Regions from separate parts of the Anser cygnoides genome. Here region 2 is linked to region 1. The links are chromatin contacts, called in public Hi-C maps. All regions are on one chromosome and are shown on one strand. Each heading gives the region's core, a stretch centred on a gene start, on an enhancer-like site or on the middle of the called end of the contact. The rest is flanking DNA. Distances are from core to core; before and after follow the strand shown.

Region 1 (5,955 bases), core at 968-3,467:
CTGCCAGCAAAGCCACGTGTCACCGTGAGCCATCAGGAAAAAAGTGCACAGAAAAAGTGGTTGGACAGAGCCCGAAGGTCAGCCCAGCGCCCAGGGGAATCCCAGGCCCGCAGCGCCCTGCCTGCTTCGGCTGCGGTGCCGGGAGGCCGGGGCTGGCCAGGCTGGGGCACGCACGGGCATGAGCAGGACAGGATGATGCCAGGGAACGGGGCTGGTCACCCTGCTGGGTTTTGCTAACCAAAGTTAGTATTTACAAACAAAAAAATCATCGCAGGGGGAGCCACGTGCCTGCGCTCACAGCCGCTGGAGAGGAGGAAGCGCAGGGTGCCGCATGGCCTCGGGGAAATTCCTCCCACCCCCAATCTATCCTGCCCAAACAGCTGCAGGGTGGCAACGCTCTCCATAAACCTCGACCCGATTCCCACAGAGCTGCCTGAAAACCTTAAGAGCCCCACGCCAAGCGCAGGGACAGCACGTTGCTCGGTGCCACGCTCGAGTCGGAGCAAAGCTCCAACTCAGGTGGAGACCCAGCAGCGATCCCCCACCACCTGCATGCCCCGGAGAAGGTGGAAGGTAATGAGCTGTGGGCTTGCTGCCTGGACCCACACCAAGCAGCAAGGCTCTCATTAGCCTAAGCTACTACTCAGCGAGCTCCTACTCATTAGCCTTTTAATAGCAGGGCTGCTCCGAGGAATCCTATTCTTCCCGATGCTCAGCAACTGTAGGGTAGGCACCAGCAGCAGGCAGGCCAGGCGGGGCCCGGGCGTCCCACGAGGGTTTCCAAAAGGATGCTGGAGCTCCCTTAGCCCAGCCTTGGGAGGCAGAAAACCTCGGGCACCGGTTCAAGTCGCTGCCTGCGCTGCCCAGCCAGCTCTGCATGACCTCATGCTCCATCAATGCGCTGCCATGAGCTACGGCGCGGGAGGAGAGAGCTCCTACACGGGCTGCTCCGTGGGGATGCCTTCGCCCCACACTCCTCCGCAGGTCCTGGGCGCATCCCAAGGACCCCCTGCGCACAGAGCTGCCTGTGTGGAGCAGCAGGAGCCGGCTGCCTCCTGCAGCACGGCGTGCCAGCGGACGTGTGCGCCCCGGCATCCTCGCGCACGCCGCTCCGACGGGGGAGTTTCTGGGGTGGGACATCTGCGGGAAAAGGAGCGAGCGGCGTAAAATTCCCTGCATATCTTCCCAGGGCTGGGACGGGAGGGGTCCCGGTGCTAGATTTATACTTCATTTATTCCGAGGGAGCAGATTCTCTTTTCTCCCCTCCCAGGAATAATTCCTCGGGTGGCGGGTGTCACCGGCCGGCCCCTCGCCCAGCAGCGAGGCACGCCACTCACATTTTCCAGTGCTGCAAAACGTTTTGGATGCTCCTACTTTTTGGGACGTTTCAGGGCCGGCGGCAGAGCGGTTCAGCATCTCCATCCTCCCCACACACGGATCTCTCAGGTCAAGGACGGAGCTGTCACGGCCCGGACAGCCAGGAACCAAGGCCACAGAGCTCAGGCACCGCTTTTGGAAATGTTTGCTTATGTGCACCCACAGGCTGGCCGGAAGGCAAAAATAACATCCTCCGAAAACCGGCGGGGCTGGGGGGGGGTCAGGTCAGGGCTGCCCGGGGAGGGCCGAACGGGCGCCCTCCTGCGCGGGGGCTTCGCTCCCCTGCTCCCTGCTCACACCCGTCCCTTTGGGGTCACCTTTTGGGGTCAATCTTTGGGGTCGGCCTTTCGGGATCGCCCTTTTGGGGTCAGCCTTTTGGGGTCAGCCACCCCACTGTAACCCTTGGGGGTCAGCCTTTTGGGTGATCGCCCAACCCCCGGTGACCCGCAGGGCGCTGCCTCTCCCCGCGGCTCCCGGTGCCGTGCCGTGCCGCGCCGCTCCCAGGGCAGCTGTTTACACGCTTATCTCAGCCCGAAAGCACGGCACGGCCCAGCTCGGCTCGGCTACTCCCGGCTCGGCAGCCAGGAGCGAGCTGCGGCCCCGAGCTCGTCCCTCCCGGCCCCTCTGCTCCTGCGGGGGGCTGCGCGCACCCCCGGGCCCCCCCTGCACTCACCGGCCACCACCAGCAGCAGCGAGAGCCCCAGCCCCAGGAGGAGCAGCGCTCGCCACCGCCTTGCTGGCTCCATGCTGCGTGCCGAGCCGTGCCGAGCCGAGCCGTGCCGAGCCGAGCCGCTCCTGCTCCGCTCCGCCGCGGGGCTCGGGGCGGGGAGTGACTCGGGGCGGCCCGGCACGGCTCGGCACGGCCCGGCCCGGCCTCACGTGCTCCGCCGCCCGCCCCCGGGGTGGGACCGGCACGGCACGGCACAGCCCTCCGGAGCCCTGCCGCCTCTGCCCCCGTGGGTCGGGCTTCAAAGGTAGGGGTGGTTAATTAGGAAGCACCGAGCGAGGCGCTAATGAGCTCGGGGAGCGCGCTTGGGGTGCGTGGGGTGCGCGCTCCGGGGGTGGGGGGGCGTGCTGGTGGTGCGTGGGGTGCGCGCTCGGGGTGCACGGGGTGCACGCTCAGTGCATGGGGTGCACGCTCAGGGTGTACAGATGCACACTCAGAGTGCACAGGGTGCACACTCAGTGCATGGGGTGCACGCTCAGAGTGCCTGGGGTACACACGCAAAGTGCACAGGGCGCACACAGGGTGCATGGATGCACACTCAGGGCGCATGGGGAGCACACTCAGCACAGGGCGCACACTCAGAGCACAGGGATGCAGACTCAGGGTGCATGGAGTGCACACTCAGAGTGCATGGGGAGCACACTCAGCACACAGGGTGCGTGCTCAGGGCACATTTTCTCTCCCTGGGCGGGCTTCCCCTATGTTCCTGCAGGGCACTTTGGAGCTCAGGGCGCATCCCACACCACCACGCACAGATCAGCCCAAGGAGCCCAAGTTCCTCCGGAGCAGCCTGCAGCCAGGTCGGGGACAGCCCCACAGCGCAGCACCACACGTCTGTTGGCTCAGCCATGAACAAGACCCTCTTTGAGCGTTGTCCAGCCCAGACCCCAGGGGAGGCCGTGCTGGAAAAGCCCAGCCGTGCTTTCCAGAGCTGGTGCCACGTGGGGAGCTCTGCCCGGGAAGGCAGAAACTGTCGGGCTAAAGCACGCTCAGGCTGAATTCATATTCAGCAGCAAACGCTTCTGAAGAGGGTACAGGAAACCACACAGTAAAAATATGCAGGATCATTTGCCTCCGCGCTGGAAATCTCCTCCTATCCCCCCTAAACGTGAAGTTGACCTTATCTCTTCTTGCAAAACCCTCTGTTTTAGCATTAGCTAATCTGCTGCAGATAGTCCTGCTGCTGCCCACCGTTACATGTTGACTCTTCCCGAGTCTTGCTCCATTTCTGGCTCTGGCAACTTGGCAATCTCAGCCGGCAGCGAGCTCAGCAGCCCGGCCACGTGCCGTGCACTTTGATCAGCCGTTCCACCTCATTTTCCATCCCCGCTCCAGCATCCAGCCGCCTCGTCCCTCGGACACAGCCTGTGCCTCCTGTGAGGCGCAGCCAAGCGGTGCCCCACGCAAAGGGAGCTTGCCCACCCCCGTAAATAAACCCTTTGAACGTATCCCTGGAGCACCAGGGCGTGAGGAAGGCAGGGAGCACGCACGTATCTCACGGCCAAGCTCGGCGGTGGAATTTCCATCAGTTATCGATGGAAACACCAGCGAACGTTTTGCTCAGCGAAGGGAGAAACAGCAGCTGGAAAGGAGAGAGTGGACAAGACACTGAGCTTGCTTTCGAATAACCCTTCAGCCTCAGGGTAATTACTGCTATTGTGTTCAGCGGGAAACAAGGTCGGAAGGGGAGCACGGGGCAAGATTCCCAGGCCCGTACGCAGGCAACTAGGCCAAGGGTGTTTGTTTTGCCTTTTGAGGAGCAACCGCCTGGTTGTGTCCCAGAAGGAGCTGCAGAAAAATCAGCAGCCTTTCTAAAAACAGAAAGCGGAATGTTTTCCTTCTGTCCCCTGGGGCATAAATGCCGCTGTCCCTACTGACACGCATGGGAAAGGATATTAAAAACGGAGGCGGGGGAGGCAGCCGGAGCTCTGCTCTCCGCAGGACCCCCCGTCCTGGCAGCACCAGGGGCTCCTCGAAGGGGGACCTGCGGGGGGACGAGGGATCCCAGAGAGGGTAGGGGGGCACCTGGGGCTGGAAAGGTGCCGTGCTGGAAGATCCTGGCTGGAAGAGGGATGAACTGGCTGTCAAAAGAGAGAGAAGCAACCTGTGAAGCCCAGGGAAGCGTTGAGGAGCAGAGAGAGCCCCCCACGCGCACACCACGCCCCAGCTGCGCGCAGCCGCCAAGTTTTCGCAAGGGATGGCTCTACTTGAAAGGGTTTGGTAGGTCGAAGGTCAGGCATAATTTCACTGCCTTCTGCAGGGACTATTTAGGCCTTGTTATAGCAGGATTTACCACTGGGTTTGGTTTCTTCCGCGTGGAGACCTTCCAAGCCGAGCAGCGCTGTAACTCTTTCTGAGCCGCGCAGATAGCCAATGCCCTGGGCCCCGGCGGGGGGGTGAGAAAGAGAAACATACGTGATGGGGCTGCGTGTTCCTGTGATGCAATCCTCTTTATTTCCAAGCTCATACAAAGTTGTTTCCCCTTGTCAATCCCCGGCCTTCTCCTTGCTCAAGCGCCCAGCCAGCTGCCGGGCCATAAACCCCGCGGGTTTCGGCTGAGGGCCGATACGTTTGCAGGGGTCGCGCTGTTATCACTGGGGTTTCGCACTCCTCCTCGCCACCCCCGGGCACGGGCACTCCCCTCTGACCCACGGGACCTTTCCCCCCCACCAGAGACCCCTCCCGTGTGGATCTTCGTGTGGGTGGACAGCCCTATTGTTTCAGCAATCCCTCCATAAAGGAGTTTGATGGCTTAGGTTTATCTGGGGAGCAGGGCAGCGTTACACCCAGGAGGGATTCCTGATGTGGTTTTCCTCCCTCAGCCCAGCACCGAGCTCATCCCTTTCCTAGAGCAGCTCCGTACAGAGTTGTGGCTCAGGCCACAGCACAGGTCCTGGGAAGCTTTCCTGCCCCGTGGGATGAAGCCTCTGCCCTGCCACATGTCTGTCCCTCCGAGCAGCAGGGACAAGCAATCTGCAGCGCCGCCTCAGGGGATTAAGCCCCAGCCCTAATCCTAATCCTGCTAACCAGGATAACCCGGCGCTCGCTGCCAGCATCTCGAGCCTCCCGCAGCCCCGTCTGCCCCGACGTCGTCAGCTCCCGTCTGGGTGCCAGCTCATGGTTTCCGATGGCTGCCGAAGACATCCACAGCCAGGCCAATCCTTGCTTCTGGCTCGACTCCTCTGTTTATTTTCTAGAAGAAGAAAAGCTTTCCAAATCCTCTGCCCTTTCCACGAAAAGGTCAGTGGTTTCTGTAAATCGGGCTTTACAGTGATGCTAACGCTTAGGTACCAGGAATTTCAGGACTATCTGAAGAAACCTAGACACTGAATATCCTCGGGGCATGGAGAGCTCTTCACAAGTTCCCTGTGGGGTATGAAAAACCTCGTGAATTAAAAGGAAGGAGGCAAAGGGCAGCACCCCCCCCCTTCAGTTTTGCTCAGCTCCCACTGCTGATCGTGTCAGAGCTCAGATGAGATCCCAGCCAGTTTAACTCTGCTCTAACCTCGATAAACAAGATTAGATCCAGATTAGAGCCGGTGTGTCCGTGTAAGGTGCTTAAAATAAGCACCTTTATATAACCCCTTCTCCGAATTCGAGTGCTTGGCAGTCCTCGAGGATTTAGGCATGCTGTATCTCCGACAGAAAAGGTGTTCCTTCATCTCCAGACGGGAAACCGAGGGCTGGAGGGGCTGGGGGCGAGGACAGGGCTCGATTATTTGCCCCATCCCAAAGGCACATCCCAGCCCTGCGTGCCTGCTCTGTGCCCGAGGGGCAGGGGCACCCGGGCCGTGCCAGAACCGATGGCGCTGTGCCGCAACGCGCGATCGAAACCGCGCATCGACCAGCGG
Region 2 (5,955 bases), core at 1,941-4,440, 190 kb after region 1:
GGATAATAGCTTTTCCACTGGCCCGATAGTCTCACCTTGCTGCACCGCCTCGCACTGCCCCTTCCTTATCGACCTGCAGATCAGCACGCCGCCTCTGCCAGCCCGTCGGAGCCGGCACGCTCTGCTGGCTGCTGCACACGGGGCTCGGCCCTCATCTGCTCTCACCCGCCTGTGCCCTGGGAGCCTCTTCCAGGAGCACTGCTCCCCAGGCGGCTTTGCAGGGCGATACGGGAATTTCCACGCCAGGGTGAGCCGCAGCCGTGCCTGGTGGGGGCAACACCCGCCTAATGTGCCGCGGTCCCATCACGTCCAGCGCCCATAGTGCCAGGTCCATTGCAAGCTGCCCTTCCCCTCCCTCGCAGCAATTAACGCCTTCGAGTGTCAGCCACCAAATCCCCGTGAGCGTGCGGGTGTCTTTGAACGTACCCCCAGCCACCCTGCCCAAGGTTTGCTGAGGAAATCAGCAGGGCTGTGCAGGGACTTGGGGCAGGTCCGTTTGTCCTTCTGCTCCGGGACGTGGAACTGGGCTGGTGGCGGGCAGGTCCCGGTTGCCTTGGGAAGGCTCTGGGTGAGGGTTGTACCGGACTGGTCCCAGCTGGGTCTCTCCCAGTTCCTCACTTTTACGAGCACTAAAAATATTTCAGAGACGTAAAAACAAAATCTGGAGTGTGCAGAAATCCCTCCCTCTTGCCCGGAGGCCTCTGGGCAGCTTCGCCCAGGAGAGGAGGGCACGGGGACTCCTTGGTTCACTGCGAGCTGTCCCAGCAGATCTTATCGCTGCCCGCGCTGGGGCACGGGCGCTGGGTTGGTCCCAGAGGTGACCGCAGAAGGTATGTGCTGTGCATCGTGCTCCTCTGGAGGGAGCACAACGGGACACATCCCGCTCCACCCTGGAACTACGCCGGAGCTCACGCCAGTGAGCAGATGGAGACATCAAATTCTCTTCCATTAAGACGGAGAACCGAGGAACTGGCCCCAGCTGCAGGTATTCACAGCGCCCAACTGCTCCCCAGCAGGCAGCAGTGACCTCACCGTCACGCTGCACCCAGGCCAGTGACACCTCCGAGGACTTTAATGTCCAAGAAGCACCCAAACCTCCCTGCAGCTCCTGCTGTTGTCAGACTGCTGCCCAGAGGCACGTCGGACAGTAATGCCCAGCCCTGCTTGCTCCTCCAAAATTCGGGGCAAAGCAACAACAGCCACTACCAGCAGTGCTGGGCGCACAGGATGGACAGGGCACTGATGGGACACGACGTGGGGAAGCTCCGAAGCTTTCACGCAGCACAGGAGAGTCTCTGGGCTTCGTCCAGCATCTCAGGTGACTTGTTGTGTGCGGGTCCTTGAGGAGTGTCCTGGAAGCAAAGCACCTGAAGCGATCCAAAACAAAGCTTTCTGGCTGGCTCAGCGGAATGCAAAACAAACTTTCCACTGGGGATGAACAAAGCGTGGGTATGGTGGGAGATCAAACCTTGCATTTAGGTCTGGGCTTCCTCAGCCCGTATCTGAAGTGAGGCCTCACCATTAAATATTGCTCAGGGAGAAATGTCGGAAAAAGGTCAAAAGAAAGCAAGACTATTCTAAGTTCAGAAAAACACTTTTTGGATCAAAGTGCCAACCAAACGTGAGCCCAATCTACAAATGATTTTTCTGGCAGCCCTTCCTCCCACAAAACCACGTTTGTCAGCAAGTAAATGATTGTCCAGCAAGAGCCCAGTGGCTTTATTGGAAAGAGGAAAAGTCAGTGTCCTTGGGGAGCGGGCGGAGAGGGCAAACCGCTCAGCGAGCAGCACAAGCGCAGAGCAGCGCAAGAACAGCGGTGTGAGCGGCTCTGGCTGTCAGGCTGGGAAACAAGCAGGTCACTGGGGCTCAGCCAACATCTCCCACAGCTTCCCCAAGAGCTGGATCAGCTTCAGGAGCAAATACCTGGCACAGGCAGGGAAGGAGCAGGGGCTTGAGCAGCAGGGAGGAGGAGAGGTGGGTGGCTGTCCCCAGGGTGGGGCTGTTGGGTCCCGTGCTGCCACACTGGGCGCTGCCACACTGTCCCTGTACCCTGCACACGTTTCTGGTCCCAGGCGGTCCCTGGTAGGGCAGGTTTTGGTCACACTCTGCTAAGTGCCCTCTTTGGGCTGCTGGGATGGATGCCAGCTGCTGTGCGGTGGCAGTGGGAGCACCAGCGCCTTGCCTCATCCTCAGGGTACACACTCACCGGTGACTTAGTGACAAGTGGCACGGCCGGGAGCAGCCCCCAGCCACGGCACCTCATATGGGGCCAAGAGCAGCCCCCAGCAGGAGGGCCGGTAGCTCCTGGGGCCCTGGCCGGCAGGGCAGACCCCGAGCAGGCTGAGAAGCAGCTCCGAGGCATTCGGCTGCCTGAGCCGTGGTTCCTCCACTTCCACGCAGGAGGGAGCTGCAGCAGAGGGGAGCAGTGGGGCACCCCGGGCTGTCATTTGCCCCCCAACAGCGTGTGCGAGGGCACTGCCCTGATGCAGATGAGCGCATGCTGGCCTCGCGGGGCGTGAACGCAAGGAAGGTCGGGGACCGCGGAAGGTTCGGGGCCAGCAGGAAAGCTCCAGGAATGGGAGACAAGGCCGGGCATTTTGCACCGACCCCAGAGCTACGTTGGGCAGCGTGAACAGAGGGGCACAGCGCGGCTCCCCGCGTCCCCGTGTCCTTCCCGTGCTCTGGGTGGCCGCTCCCGGGGCCGGGCGGCAGTTCCGGCCCATTAACGGCGCCGGGCGCTGGTGCTCCATAAACACGCCCGGCCGGGCCGGTTCAGGCCAGGGCGCGGAGCCCCGCGGCCGCGGGGGGCGGGCGGCGGCTGCCCACGGGCGGGGGACCCCTGGGGAACGGCCCCGTGCTGGGCCCAGCGGAGCGGGACTCGGGCACCGCCGGGCTCGGGCAGCCCCCGCACGTGGCCCTGCCAACACCCGCCGGCGCGCCCCCGCCGCGCTGACGTCACCGCCACGGAGCCCAATGAGAGAGCGGCCATGCGATGACGTCACCGCTGCGCCCTCCCCTCCCGCCTTTAAGTTTGAAACCGGCGGCGGCCGCCAATCGGCTCGCCCCTAGCGCTGGCCACGCCCTCTCAAGCTCCTCCCCGCCGCTCGCCAATCAGACGCCGCGCCTATCAGGCGGCGCGCGGCGCTTGCGGCCAATCAGCAGCTAGCACCGTTCCGACATGGAGCGCGGGCCCGCACAACGCGCATGCTCCCCCATTCCTAGCGAGCCAATGAGAGGCGCGGATTCAGGGAGGCGGGCTGGCGGCGGCGGCCAATGAGGGAGCGCGAAGCTGAGGCGCGAGGAGACGAGCGCGTAATGGCGGCGGTGTCGTGAGGGGGCAAGGGGCCGCCGGGCCGTGAGGGGGCCGAGGTGGCCGAGGGGCCGTGACGGGGCCGCCGCCGCCGCCGCCATGTCGGTGCCGTGCTCGCCCAGCGCCGTGTTCCTGCTGGACACCGCCAGCCCGTGCCGGCGGGCGCGGCTGCGGCGGGGCGCCCTGCGCCTCCTCAACCACTTGTGCTGCCGCTTCGGGCCACCCCGCCTGCGCTGGGCCTTCCGCTTCTTCGACTCGCTGGGCGGCCGCGGCGGGGCCTCGCGGGGCGGCGGCTTTCGGCAGCCGGGGCCCGGCGCCTGGGCGCGCTTCGAGGAGGAGCTGGCCGAGCGCATGGGGGCCGCCGGCAGCGGCCTGCCCGGCCCCGCGCCCCGCGCCGCCCTCACGCACGGCGGGCTGAAGGAGACGCTGCTGGGCTTCCAGTGGGAGCGGCCCGAGATCGCCTCCCCCGCCAAGCCCCTCCGCGGCAGCCGCAGATCAGCGCCCGGGCCGGCGAGGGGAGAGGCCCCCGAGAGCCGGGCGGCCCCCGAGGGCTTCGCCAACGCCGTCTTCCTCTTCTCGCCCTGTCCCCACTCCGGCCGGGAGCTGCGGCAGTTCGTGTCCGGCAGCGCCGCCGCCGCCCCCCCCGAGCCGCCCACGGCCCAGGAGGTGGCAGAGAAACTCCTGCCCAGGGGCGTCCAGGAGCTGCTGGCGGACCAGAAGGTCACGCTGTACTGGGTGGACACCGCCGAGTGGTCGCAGGTAGGGAGCAAAGGCTCTGCTGGGCCATCTCTACACTGAGGTTCTGTACGAGAAGGGAGGGGATCGTGTTCTGTGTGGTGAGCTTTGGGTGGGAAGGAGGTCTGCAGCCACTGCCACGTAGTCCTGGTCGGTAAGATGCTGACAGCTAGGATCACGGAACCATAGAATATCCCGAGTTGGAAGGGACCCATAAGGGTCATTGAGTCCAACTCCTGGCACCGCACAGGGCTACTGAAAATTCAGACCATGTGACTAAGTGCGCAGTCCAAACGCTTCTTAAACTCCAACAGCCAAGGTTGCCCTGTCCCAGGTGCAGGACCCGGCACTTGCTTCTTTTAAACTTCATGCGGTTGGTGACTGCCCAGCTCTCCAATCTGTCCAGGTCTCTCTGCAAGGCCTTTCCACCCTCATCCGAGTCCACAGCTCCTCCAAGTTTGGTGTCGTCGGCAAATTTGCTCAAAACACCTTCTAGTCCTACATCCAAATCATTTATAAAAACATTGAAGAGGACTGGCCCTAAAATAGAGCCTTGGGGGACCCCACTGGTGACCATCCGCCAGCCAGATGTGGCCCCATTTACCACAACCCTTTGAGCCCTGCCCGTCAGCCAATTGCTCACCCATCGCATGATGGTTTTGTTTAGCTGTATGCTGGACATTTTGTCCAGTAGGGTCCTGTGGGAAACTGTGTCAAAAGCTTTGCTGAAGTCCAAAAAGATCACGTCAGCTGGTTTCCCTTGATTGACTGGATGGGTGATCTTATCATAAAAGGAAATCAGATTTGTTAGGCAGGACCTGCCCCTCATGGACCCACGTTGGCTGGGACCAATGACTGCATTGTCCCCCAGGTGCACTTCAATAACTCCAAGGATCATCTCCATAATTTCACCAGGCACTGACGTGAGACTGAGGGGCCTGTAATTACCAGGGTCATCTTCTTTCTTGCCCTTCTTGAAAATTGGCACACTTGCCAGATTCCAGTCCAGTGGGACCTCTCCAGATTCCCAAGATCATTGAAAAATAAATGAGAGAGGTCCCGCGATGACATCAGCCAGCTCTCTGAGCACCCTGGGATGAATCCCATCCGGACCCATGGGCTTGTATGGATCCAGGAGGAGCAGCAAATCCTGCACACGGTCAGGGTCGGTTGGGAGTTTGTCATTCCCACTGTCACGGTCCTCCAGCTCAGGGCACCTTGGGTCCCGAAGCCCAGCATCAGCATTGGAGGCTGAGGCAAAGAAGGCATTAAACGTCTCTGCTTTGCCTATGTCCTTGTAATGGAAGCTGTCCTTGTAATGGAAGTTCTCCTTTTGACTGAGATGTGTCAGTGATTTAGTAACTACAGTGTTTATTGGTGGGCTGTCTGTCTTGTCCTTGGAGTTAGGTAGCAGTGTGACGGTTCAGGTGTCTAGGTACTGTACTCAAAACCTCATCCTTGAAAGGACTGGCTACCTCTTAGTTCACTTGGAGTAGTCTTTTCTCTGTTGGGTGCCCCTGGAAGTTGGTAGAGTCCATGAAAACACTTGGGAAGAACTGAGCTGCTCTGTGTATGCTTGTTACACCACTTCTTCTAAAAACATGCGGTCTTTATTTGTCGTTTGGGTAGAGATTGTCTCACTGCCAATGGTAACTCGAGACCCCTCTGTTACTTCATTTCAGGTGATCGGATCCCCGGATCACGTTGGGTACTGGACAATGCTTGAGCTGCTCCACCAGATAGGAGGCACCATTCTGCCGTCTGAAACCTTAGTGCAGTGTCTGAGCCACCACAGGGCGCACCTTGGTCACGGCTTTCCTGAAGATCTAAGTTCCCCAGTGCCGCAGACACTGCCATGGACATCGCTTCTGCCACTGGACTCAACCTTGAACTGCTTGTTTTCGAAGCCC

What was found. Hi-C and Micro-C count contacts between places; a contact is called where the count stands out from the background.
Region 2: a contact with region 1 is called in a Hi-C map of liver, with 2.8 times the contacts expected there. The contact joins the promoter of TICRR here to the promoter of MFGE8 in region 1. A contact is called at or near these places in 2 of 7 Hi-C or Micro-C datasets (both in liver).

What each region holds. Positions count from the first base shown.
Region 1 is chr11:8,322,105-8,328,059 of Taihu_goose_T2T_genome, forward strand. It overlaps MFGE8 (milk fat globule EGF and factor V/VIII domain containing), which reads right to left and starts at 2,218. Exons shown (of 10, transcript XM_048072024.2): 1 at 2,051-2,218. The coding sequence starts at 2,123.
Region 2 is chr11:8,514,325-8,520,279 of Taihu_goose_T2T_genome, forward strand. TICRR (TOPBP1 interacting checkpoint and replication regulator) reads left to right here and starts at 3,191. Exons shown (of 21, transcript XM_067003633.1): 1 at 3,191-4,069; 2 at 5,728-5,955. The coding sequence starts at 3,410.